2 separate regions of the Mustela erminea genome follow, and region 1 is linked to region 2. The links are chromatin contacts, called in public Hi-C maps. All regions are on one chromosome and are shown on one strand. The core of a region is the stretch at or near the end of the contact, and the rest is flanking DNA. Distances in the headings are between cores, read along the strand shown. Region 1 holds the start of CSPP1 (centrosome and spindle pole-associated protein 1). Region 2 holds the start of VCPIP1 (deubiquitinating protein VCIP135).

Region 1 (6,146 bases), core at 2,396-4,895, 340 kb before region 2:
GAGTCCAAGACAGGAGCTAGGGGTAAGGTTTAGTAGGTTTTTAAAATGATCTTTACAGCTATAGGAGAAAATATTCCTTTGAAAAAGAGAAGCTAGAGTGGGAGAACAGGGCTGAGGACAGAAAAGCAGAGAGTGATAACATATGTCCGTGGGATGCAGAGAGGAGCCTACGAAAGTCTTAGAAGAAAGAGAAGGGAGGAGGTGAACCAGAACAATGTTTCTCATTTCCCATCCATCTAGAGATCTTTCCACCAAATGAAAAGTATTTAATCTTTTCTCCTAGCAGATGACATCCACAGGATCAATTTGCTTCCATGAGCATACCCAAATTCTGACAAATCCTTCTAAATGTTGCTATCAAGTAACTGGCGGGGAGAGAGGAAGGGTGACGGTTAGGATATAGACAGAGTGAAAACAGAAAAGCACAATTAAGGCTTTTAGCAACTTACATCCTTAATGGTGATGAAAAACAGTAGCATAAATTAGCCTTTCACTTATGCAAAATTGCCAGAACACTCGCTCAAACACCTTTGCCTCCCACTCAGTATAGCAGTGGGAACGCAAATCAGAATGTTAAAAGAATAATCTGAAATCTGCTCAAAGTTTGTAATAAATCACACGTGCCCGAGAACTTTGAGTAAAAATGTGCTGAAACCAACCTTTTCAATTTAGCCTATTTAAAGCCATCTGCTCCCTTTCAGAAGGTCATCTGTACGCAGGAGACCTAAAATTTCATCCCCGGGGAGGATTTAACCTATTTAACCACCACAGAGCCCGTGTCCTCCTAGAAAGAATATTCAGAAAAGAAAGCAGCATCTCACTGGTTTTCGTGGGATTCCTTCTTGCTTGTCAACTTGTTATACCATTCCTTCATATAAAATGGAACCCCTCTGAGGATATATGGCTTTTTGCAAACCTATATGGGTTGCTATTAGGTTCTTAGCATTTTCCGAGGTGTTTGGAAACTGTTGGTTTGTTTGCCGAAAGTGAAGGTAAACTTTTGAATCCCATAATCTGAGAGCCAGCTTCCCTCCAGAAATGAGTCCCACTGCTCTCAAGAAATGAGTCCCCCGTTTACTGAAAACTGGATCCCAATTCCAGACACCAATCATAAAATGAAGGCAATTAGAAGAGATTCGAGCTTAAGGAAAACAGAGCATTAACAGCACCAACTTCACAGCGCTGTGCTGATTGAATAAATTTCACTTGCAAAAAAAGCAAAGCGTTGAGAACCGCGTCGAGCGGACACTCTATAAACGTTAACCATTACCCAGCACCCAGTAAAGGAAAAGTGCTCCAGAAGGCTTAGCCCAGCAGCGGAGAGCCGGCTGTTGGGGAGGGAAGGCACGCGGGAGCTGTGGGTGGCGGCCCCGTTAAGAAGCGTCAACGCGTCGTCAGGCAACCGGGTCTCCACAGCACCCAAGGCTGCGGTGGCTGCCGGGGCCCCGGAGTCCAGACCGCGTAACTGAGGCACCGTCCCCGAGCCACCAAGCAGCAGCGAAACCCCCGGAACCCACGTCCCCGGCCGAACTGCTGCGAAACCCCGACCAGGATCCTGTATCTGAGATACCGACCTCAACCCTGTAAGTCGGGCACCGCCCCTAGCCCGGCGTCTGCGAGACCTCACCTAGCAGAGAACCCTAGCCCTCTCAAACCCCGCGAGCCCGGCTCCGCAGCCAGCGTGGCAGCCGTGAGACCTCCACCTCTGGGGAGCCCCAGCCCCTACCCCTGCCCCTGCCCCTGCTCCCGCCCCGGGGCCGCGAACCCAACCCTGGGACACCACCTCCCCCCGACCACACCCCGCCAGGCCCGCTTCCTACCAGTGGTTGACTTGGGTTACTCGGGAGAGCGGGCTTGCGTTGGGGAAGACGCACAGCGCCCTAGAGAAGCTCTTCGCGGGCAGAACAGAGAGCGATGGCAGCCCAGCACCGGAATACTGTGACAAGCCGAGTAGCCCCGACTCCGCCTCTAAAGCCGAGCCCTCCGCCCGCCCTTCCCCAACGGACGAATGCGACCCCGCCCCCACTAGGCCGGGTGTAAGGTTGCGTAGTCGGAGCGCCCCCTGCCGTCCCGGAGGCCGCAAAGCACGCTCACCGGTTCTCAAGTTAAATCCTGGGAAATTCTTCCCAAGCTAAATCGACTCTAGCCCCTCCAAACCTTCCAAGCCACAGACGGCGTGGAAAGAATAAAGGGTAGGGGTGGCAGTGAGAGAAAAAGTTTTGGCATACACCTCTCCTGCGTATTTTTCCTCTCCAAGAAGTCTGGTCAACGTTTGTCCTGGGCTTTTATAACTAATTTTTTTTTTTTTTTTTTAAAGATTTTATTTATTCTTCAGAGAGAGAGGGAGAGAGAGCGAGCACAGGCAGATAGAATGGCAGACAGCGACTCACTCCAATACAGAGCGGCCATGTGCCACCTCTAGAAAAGAGATCTCTAGCTTCCCAAGAGAGTGGAACTGAGAATACTTTATCCTAAATTACTTTGTAAGAGGGTTTTAAAAACAAATTTTCTTCAAATGGAAGTTAATGTCAAAACTGCAGGAAGGAGTGTAGATTCGCTAATTCTAATGTTTTTATTTTAACTATTTGCCATACACAGTACTATAAGGGGAGGACACAACTCAGAGGAGCGTCCTGAGCTCTGAAGCTTACAGTGGGAAGAAAAAATTCCAAGCAAACAAATACATAAGTACAATGCCATGTAACAGTTATAGAAGCACCTACAGACATTTAAAGACACCTGAAAGGAATCATTATTGGAGAGTGGAGGAAGTCAAGAACGATTTCAAGATAGAGATCACTGAGCTGTGTTTTTAGATTAATTTCAGCTCCCAAGCAAAAAACAAAACAACACAGCCACCAGGGGAGAGTAGTTAAGCAACGATGTCCACACATCCAAAGTTTCAGGGTGATTTAAGATGAAGTTGGAAAGGTGAGCTGTGATGCTACTCTTCCCCTCCCTCCTCCACTCCAGGCCAAAAACCAAACAAACAAAAAAACTATTGACCATCTGTGTTGGGTGTCAGGAATAAACAAGGAACACAGAACTGGTTCCTGGGTTTTGGGCTTAGAATCTAGTGTGGAGTTGGGAGAATGGAGGGGAAGAAAAAAACATCTAAAATAAGGAAATAAGCAAAGTAATTAAACATTTCACTAACTGTGGGTAGAAAACAAGTTGGTGAGATTAATTTGGACTTGGGGACAGGAAGAGGTATCGCAGAGTTATGCTGAAGATTAAATCGTAAACTAATTTTAAGAATGGAGTACTGTTTTTTTCGGAACACTAATAGCTTATATAGATGTTAACTTTTACAAACATGACAAAAGACACCATCATAGCCTTCCACGAGTTTCCACAGCTTCCTTGGAATGTCAGAGAACTCCCCGCTAGCGAAGCGTAGTGCCAAACCAAGCTACAGAATTTTACGCACGTGCAGTGACTCATCTGGAAGTAAACAAGGATACCACGTTTATCTTCGTCTCAACTAGCGTCCAGAACTACTTATATCTCGAGTTTCTCACAGACATCCTTATTGTTTGGGCTTTTAACAAACATTTAAGATGTCTACATCCACATAAAAAACAAGCTTTTTCTCCTCAACACAGCCTAAGGATCTATCCGTTTTTAATATGGCGGAGGCCGAGCCTGCGCAGTACGAACAAAGAGGACCCGTTCCAGTTTCTGGCATAACGGTAACATGCCCTTCTTCCGGCGGGGAAGGCTATACCATTCTCATACCCAATTATTGTGTTTGTCCTAATTCACACATGTGATTTTCTACGACAGTGCGTTCTCATTTCAGCCACAGGAAGACTTCTCTGTCTCTATTATGTAACCGCTGTTTATATCGTGGCATCCCGAAAGCGTTCCCTCCATCCCCGAATGGTCTGTACCGACTTCACCTCCGGTTCTAGGTGTCATGGCTGCCTCGAGAGACTAGTACGAGTTTGTACCTGTGGTGGGAAGGGTCCGAAGCCCACACCCGGGAACCTAGTGAGGTAAAGTTGCGTCTCGGTTGTGGAGGCGACAACTTCTCCGATTCCTCGGCAATGGCGGCGTCCGGGAGTGGTATGGCTCAGAAAACCTGGGAATTGGCCAACAACATGCAGGAAGCCCAGAGTATCGATGAAATCTACAAATACGACAAGAAACAACAGCAAGAAATACTGGCGGCGAAGCCCTGGACTAAGGAGTGAGGAGGTCCCTGGCGAGACGCAGGGGAGGGAAGGGGCGGCGGGAGTTTAGGACACCCAGGGGGAGTGGGAGTTGCAGAGGGTGGAGAGTTTGTTTTCATGGGCAGGGAGAAGAATATGCCCCTGAGAAATTTTGGTCCTTTTGTCTCCTCAGGTAGAGCCAAAACCCCTCTCGGGGCTTGCTTCAACTCCCCTGTCTCTTTAACCCATTTGATTTCAGAGGATGTAAGAGGAAAAGGACAAGCGAGTATCATCTCATTTCTTATTATCTGTATTGTCATATATATGCCACACACCCTGCTTTAAGTCTTGTGTCGATTTACACCTTGCTGGGACCTTCAGTTTATCTCAGACTGGAGACTGCACCTGTCTTTAAAAACCAGATCAGCCCAGGGGTGTCTAAAATGACTGTGAGCCATCTTTCAGAGCTCTATAATCCATTGTTGACTGCTGATAACTGTTTCAGAAACGAGGCTCCACCTAGTCTCCCAAAACGTTACTCCACCAGATCTCAAGAGCTAGGAATTTTATCCGTAGAGTTTAAAGCTCTTTGCTCCTTAGCAAAAGCCCCTTTTCTCTGGGAGTAATGACAAGTCAAGGACTATTTACCCACAGCAGATTGTGTGAGGGAGAGAGTAGAAAGTAGAAATGGGAGGTAGCAAGGACAGCATGTTTATCAAGTATTTAATATGGGCTGAGCACTGAGCTAGGAATTCCCAAGTGTTATTTAATTTGCATGACAATCGTACTGTATTTTCATTCCTTTTCTTGCAAATAAGAAACAAGTAAATGTAAGTAACTTATTTCATCATCAGACTGAGGCAATGGACTTTTAAGTGAATAACAGACTGAAGTCAAACCTCATGACTGTCACTAGTTAGTTGACTGGCCCTAGGAAATTTGTGTATCTTCATTTTTTATCTATAAAAAGGAATTAAGACCTATCTATTGGTAATATCATAAAGATTAGATGAGATAATATATTTTAAAGGGCCTACAATGTATGTAAGGGGAGCACAATAACTATCTTTTTTTTCTTTTTCCCAATAAATGAAGGAGCCAAGATTTTAATTCATGTCTTGACTCCCAATACCAGGTCTCCATATTTCTCACTTGTGACTGAAATCTGTGGGCAGACATATTAAAAAGGCTTCTCAGGGGAAAAAAAGTTGGGGGGGTGTGGTAGGGGCTTCTCAGAGACATTGACTGACCACATTATTAAAAAGTGCTGTCTGCTTACTTTTATAACATTATACATTTAAGGTTGCTATAGCCTATTAAATATTTGAACACTATCTGCTTGCTTTACTCTCTGATTGTGGCTTAAATATATTCATCCTAGCTCTCCTGGGCTGCATCAGTGACACGGAAGTTGTAATTTTATTCAAGATAGTTTAGTCACATCTACATATGACTAACTGAAACAGTGATGGAAGCAGAAGTAAAGATATTAGAGCTACATTTTCAATTCTGAGGCTGATGGCACAGAAAGTAACACACTTTTTCAAGAGTACTATAGATGGGCTAAAACTAATCACAGCTATCACTTATAAAGTTTTAGTGCGTGTCAGGCAGTAAGCTAAGCATTTTATATACATTATTTCACTTACTTTATTTCCTCCTAACAACAAATCTTTGAAATATTCCTATTTGCAGATGAGGAAATTAAGGCACAAACATGAAGTGGTTATCTCTAAGACTACAGCCAGTGAAAAAGCAGAGTGTAGAGAAATAATCTTTGGAGTCAGGGTAGACTCATTGGAGTCAGGGTAGACTCCAATGTAAGCAGATGGGATGTCAGAGACCACATTTGGATCCATTAGGCGAGAAAGTTAGGCCTGAGAATCTTGAGGCGCAACCATCCAACTAGAGTCAGAATGAGAGATTTGGTGATTCCAAAATTAATTGAGAAAAAGTCTATTGAACTGGTCATGTAATTCCTTTCTACTTGAA
Region 2 (6,079 bases), core at 1,687-4,186:
CTTGTGCTCTCTCTTTCTGACAAATAAATAAAATAATTAAATAAATAAATAAAAAATAAATTAAAAAAAAACCAAACCATCATTGTCCCTTTATCTGAGAGCTTTCTTCTTTCTGAACTTCGCATCTTCAGACTTGTTAAATAAGTGATTTGTAGGTTAAATGACCTAATTTAACTCCAGAATTGATTGAAAACTCTCCCCTTCCCCCTACTGTGCTTTATGCCAGGGTATTTTGTTTTTTCCTCTCAAAAGAATCATTCTTAAAACTAGTAGAACTACAGTAACAAAAGAGTTTAAATGTCAGATTTAGTTTGGGAAGAATGTTTCTAACTAATCAAGGTTTCATATGGGGACAATGGATTAGTCAAATGGATAGTGCTTGACAAGCCAGAGCAAGGCCACCCATTTCTTCAGTAGGGTTTTGCCAAGTATGATTCAGAATGACACATTCAGATGCAATTTGAAAAAATCTATTTCACTGGTTAAATGTATTATCAGTACGGAAAATCTGCCTTGGTAATGTCAAGACATAAAAGTGCACGCCAGTGTGCACACTACCATTATCTTTCATTTGCTCTGAAGCTTTCAGAATTCAATTCTTTGGATTGGATTCTGTATGAGAAGAAAAAAATTTCACTGCAGGTGTAACTTCTCAGTAACAGTAAACAATGATTTCCACTTAATGGGCACATTTAATTTCTCAACTTATAAACAAAAAATCAGTCCCAAGATCACCAAACTGTTGTCAGAATGGAAATAAACAACTTTTCCTGCATGAATTAAGAAAAACTTTATTGAAAATTATCCCCTTTAAGTAACATTACCTATCTTGTATGAAGGTAACATCATTTTTTGCATGGACCAGGAAGAATTGGGTGAGAAAAAAACACTTGAAGAATTTCTCTTTCAAACATGTTTCTTTGGAAGAAAACTGTAGACAATAATTAGGGTGAAAGTCAGCACTAATACTCTTTAGGAGTGTCTTACAGATGGTTCATTTCAAAGCATCAAATTCTATTTACTCAAAAAACCTATAAGGTAAACAATTCCCTTGGCGGGGCAGAAGACTCAAATGACCTCATGGACTGCACTGCTTTATCTGTTTTGTGCCAAATGTTTCAGAAATTCTGAGACAGTTCACTTATCTAAGGTTTCAGAAAGCAAGAATTTCCAGAATAAGTGAAAGGGGCTGACTGTACAATAATAATTAAAACAATACTAGCTTTCAATTAACGTATCAATGTGTTTTGCATGAAGAGGCAGTTTCAAAGCACACAATAAAATAAAGCTGTGCTGCCTTCTTAAGGGTAAACATCTTTACCACTCCTTGAGTCACTAAGAGACTCAGAGGTTTAACAAAAGGTCTGGGCTTAACAGCTCTTTTCTTTTGTAATTAGTGTAAAAAGCACTCTCTACGTCAGAGATACACTAGTGATTTGACTTTGGACAAGTCAGTCACTTAACTCCTACTCTGTTTGCAACAACTGTAAATGGAGTCAACAATACCTGGTAACATATTACAGGACTGGTGGGAGGATGAGATGATATATGTGAACACATTATGTAAACTATAAAGCAATAGTAATGGGAAATTAGTTATTTTATATAAAACTGGTCTAACCTTTCCTGCCTATATCCCTGTCTGCAAAATGGGTACAGATGTAGATCTGAATGCCTAACAGTCACTTACTGGCTGTGTAAACCTGAGGAAGTCATTTTCTTTCCGGACGTGGATTCTAACAAGGTTATTACGAAGATCATATTATATCGTGTATGTAAAGGCTGCGACAGGAATATACTAGAACTTAGTAAATGATAGCTGTTATAACTCTCTGAGGAGAGTGCCGTAAGTAGCAAATTATATCGAATTAAAAAATTTGTATGTATATACGACTCTATACGCATCCAAGGTATTGTTATTTGTACTGTAAACTTTAAAGATGTACACGGAACTGAGAAACAAATGGCGCCTCAGTGACCCTCAGTAGAGAGGGGGGAAAAGGACAGAAAGGGGGGGACTTAGGACCTCAGTGGTTTGGAATAGGAGCAGGAGTGAGAACAGAGAAGTGTGGCAGAAAAAAAAAGACCTTAAGACATACTCTGAGAATTTATTGTCTTCCCCCTTTTTTCTTTTACGATCTCCAATCTAGATTAGATCATTTCATTCAATTTACCAGCCCGCCATATCGCTGGACATTTATGTACTGTACCTTCTTTACTGAGAGCCTTTCATTCCCCTCCCCTTCTACGAGTCGAGAAGTTCAGACCCTCCGCTTCCGACACCCATTCCCTTTAATTCTGTTTTTACCAAGCTTCCCCGTATCCTCTTCTCCGCCGACGGGGGAAGTGAGGCTGAACGCACCGCAGGGCATCCTAGGAAATGTGGTCTCTCATTCTCTTTTGCTGGCGCCCCAGAAGTGGAAAGTCGACAAAGGCGATCCAGTTAAAACTACAACTCCCGGCAGCCAACATGAGTGACACTCTTCCTTTCTGCCCCCCTTCCTACTGCCTTCCTCTTCCTCCTCTCCGCGGGAGCTGAACCGCTTGGCCTCACGGTATTTGTAGTTCTTTCTGGATCCAAGATCCCAGCACTCAACGACCCGGACAGAGGCTGCAAGACTCTAATTCCCAGAGGGCAGAGCGGTAGCTGCGCCTGCGCACTCTCAGTGAGGGCGTGTATGTCTGTGTGTCTGAGGGAGAGAGAGAGCGAGAGTGAGTGAGTGTGAGTGCTGGGTAGGGTGGTGGCCGTTACGTTCGGGGCAACGGCTACGGCAGTGGAGAAGTAAGAAGAGAAACAACGTCCGGCGCTTCCGCCTTCGCTTAGGAGGAGGAGGAGCTGGTAGGGAAAGGAAAGTGATTCGCCCTGGGCCTGAACTGGACAGAGTCGGGCTGGTGGGGGGTCTGGGCTATGAGCCTTTGAGGGTCGCTTGGGACGCGGAGCGAGACTCGAGAGCCGAGAGGTATGTCTCAGCCGCCGCCGCCGCCGCCGCTGCCGCCTCCACCTCCTCCCCCTGAGGCTCCGCAGACTCCGCCGTCCCTGGCGGCGGCGGCTCCTCCGGGGGGGCTCTCGAAACGGAGAGACCGGAGAATCCTCTCCGGGAGCTGCCCGGATCCGAAGTGCCAGGCGCGTCTGTTCTTCCCGGCCTCCGGTTCTGTCAGCATCGAGTGTACCGAGTGCGGACAGCGGCACGAGCAGCAACAGCTGCTGGGGGTGGAGGAGGTGACCGACCCGGACGTAGTGCTACACAACCTGCTGCGGAACGCGCTGCTCGGGGTGACAGGGGCACCCAAGAAGAACACGGAACTGGTAAAGGTGATGGGCCTTTCTAACTACCACTGCAAATTGTTGTCGCCCATATTAGCTCGCTATGGAATGGATAAACAGACAGGCAGGGCTAAGCTTCTCCGGGACATGAACCAGGGTGAACTGTTCGATTGCGCTTTACTCGGTGACCGCGCCTTCCTCATCGAACCTGAGCACGTTAACACGGTGGGCTACGGCAAGGACCGCTCCGGAAGCCTCCTGTATTTGCATGACACTCTGGAGGACATCAAGCGGGCCAATAAAAGCCAGGAATGCCTCATTCCAGTTCACGTGGATGGGGATGGACACTGCTTGGTGCATGCTGTGTCCCGGGCTCTAGTAGGCCGGGAGCTCTTCTGGCACGCCTTGAGAGAGAATCTTAAACAACACTTTCAGCAGCACCTGGCCCAGTATCAAGCCCTGTTCCATGACTTCATTGATGCCGCTGAATGGGAGGACATTATCAATGAGTGTGACCCTCTGTTTGTACCACCTGAAGGTGTTCCCTTAGGCTTGAGGAACATCCACATATTTGGCCTTGCCAATGTATTACATCGCCCTATTATTCTGCTAGATTCTCTCAGTGGCATGAGAAGCTCTGGTGATTATTCAGCCACCTTTCTGCCTGGGCTCATCCCTGCAGAGAAGTGCACAGGGAGAGATGGTCATTTGAACAAACCAATCTGTATTGCATGGAGTAGCTCTGGTAGAAACCATTATATCCCCTTGGTAGGCATAAAAGGGGCTGCTTTGCCCAAATTGCCTATGAATTTGCTGCCTAAAGCTTGGGGTGTGCCTCAGGACCTTATTAAAAAGTACATTAAACTTGAGGAAGATGGTGGTTGTGTTATTGGAGGAGACAGAAGTTTGCAGGATAAGTATTTGCTTAGGCTTGTTGCTGCTATGGAAGAAGTCTTTATGGACAAACATGGTATCCATCCTAGTTTGGTTGCTGATGTCCATCAGTATTTCTACAGGAGGACTGGGGTGATAGGAGTTCAGCCTGAAGAAGTCACAGCAGCTGCTAAAAAAGCAGTAATGGATAATCGCCTTCACAAATGTTTGCTCTGTGGTGCCCTTTCTGAACTTCATGTTCCTCCAGAGTGGTTGGCTCCAGGAGGGAAACTGTATAACCTGGCAAAAAGTACTCATGGACAGCTGAGGCCTGACAAAAATTATAGCTTTCCCTTGAACAATTTAGTTTGCTCATATGATTCAGTGAAAGATGTTCTGGTACCAGACTATGGGTTGAGTAACCTGACAGCTTGTAATTGGTGCCATGGCACTTCTGTGCGAAGGGTCAGAGGAGATGGGTCTATTGTGTATTTGGATGGGGACAGAACTAATTCTAGGTCCACTGGTGGCAAATGTGGTTGTGGATTCAAACATTTTTGGGATGGTAAAGAGTATGACAATCTACCAGAAGCTTTTCCTATTACTTTGGAATGGGGTGGAAGAGTGGTCAGAGAAACAGTATATTGGTTCCAGTATGAAAGTGATTCATCTTTGAATAGTAATGTTTATGATGTTGCAATGAAACTTGTTACCAAGCACTTTCCAGGTGAATTTGGGAGTGAAATCCTGGTTCAGAAAGTTGTCCATACTATATTGCATCAGACTGCCAAAAAGAATCCTGATGATTATACTCCTGTAAATATAGATGGTGCTCATGCCCAAAGAGTCGGAGATGTACAAGGACAAGAGTCGGAGTCTCAGCTCCCAACTAAAATTATTCTTACTGGACAGAAAACGAAAACTTTGCACAAGGAGGAGTTAAACATGAGTAAAACTGAAAGAACTATTCAACAGAATATTACGGAACAGGCTGCTGTAATGCAGAAACGGAAAACAGAGAAGTTAAAACAAGAACAAAAAGGTCAGCCCAGGACTGTTTCTCCTAGTACCATTCGTGATGGTCCATCCTCTGCACCTGCTACCCCTACCAAGGCTCCCTATTCACCAACGACTTCTAAGGAGAAAAAGATCCGAATAACAACTAATGATGGACGACAGTCCATGGTTACACTTAAGTCTTCAACAACCTTTTTTGAACTTCAAGAAAGCATAGCCAGAGAATTTAACATTCCTCCCTATTTACAGTGTATTCGCTATGGCTTTCCTCCTAAAGAGTTAATGCCACCCCAGGCAGGAATGGAAAAGGAGCCAGTTCCTTTGCAGCATGGTGACAGAATTACAATAGAGATTCTAAAAAGTAAAGCAGAAGGTGGTCAGTCTGCTGCAGCACACTCAGCCCACACTGTGAGACAAGAAGAGGTTGCCGTTACTGGTAAACTATCTAAGGAACTTCAGGAGCAAGCTGACAAGGAAATGTACTCCTTGTGTCTTTTAGCAACATTAATGGGTAAGATCATTTTAACCTAGATAGTTATTTCTTAATTGTGAATATAATGCATTGAGTTTTTCTGTTGTCTTTGTGGGAAAAAAATTTAGTCATCAATTGATTATATATAAAGTTTAGGAAGAGATTATTTTCTTCAGTTTTGTTTTGTTTTGTTTTTTTTAACAGATAATGGATATATGTTAGCATGATTCTCTACTGATTAAATATTTAGGACAACATAACTTAAGAAAGTGAAAGTAGTCCCTTAACTGTCACCAGATTATTTCAATATAATTTATTGTTGTGATTTTTTTTTTATAGCCTTATAATGCCTCTGTTTAAAACCTTTAAAAATATTCCCTCCCCTCCCCGGGCTCTATTGAGCTTGCCCACTTTGTCCCTTTTCATTTATTTTTAAAATTTTCTTTTCCTGC

The links. A called contact is a pair of places that touch in the nucleus more often than the background predicts.
Region 1: a contact with region 2 is called in a Hi-C map of spleen, with 4 times the contacts expected there. The contact joins the promoter of CSPP1 here to the promoter of VCPIP1 in region 2. A contact is called at or near these places in 2 of 3 Hi-C or Micro-C datasets (skeletal muscle and spleen).

Annotation. Positions count from the first base shown.
Region 1 is chr16:18,904,016-18,910,161 of mMusErm1.Pri, reverse strand. It overlaps CSPP1 (centrosome and spindle pole-associated protein 1), which reads right to left and starts at 3,645. Exons shown (of 25, transcript XM_032315816.1): 1 at 3,431-3,645. The coding sequence starts at 3,444. COPS5 (COP9 signalosome complex subunit 5) reads left to right here and starts at 3,728. Exons shown (of 8, transcript XM_032315819.1): 1 at 3,728-4,192. The coding sequence starts at 4,050.
Region 2 is chr16:18,560,389-18,566,467 of mMusErm1.Pri, reverse strand. VCPIP1 (deubiquitinating protein VCIP135) reads left to right here and starts at 2,936. Exons shown (of 3, transcript XM_032315883.1): 1 at 2,936-5,666. The coding sequence starts at 2,963. LOC116574897 (a long non-coding RNA gene) reads right to left here and starts at 2,681. Exons shown (of 4, transcript XR_004279540.1): 1 at 2,211-2,681.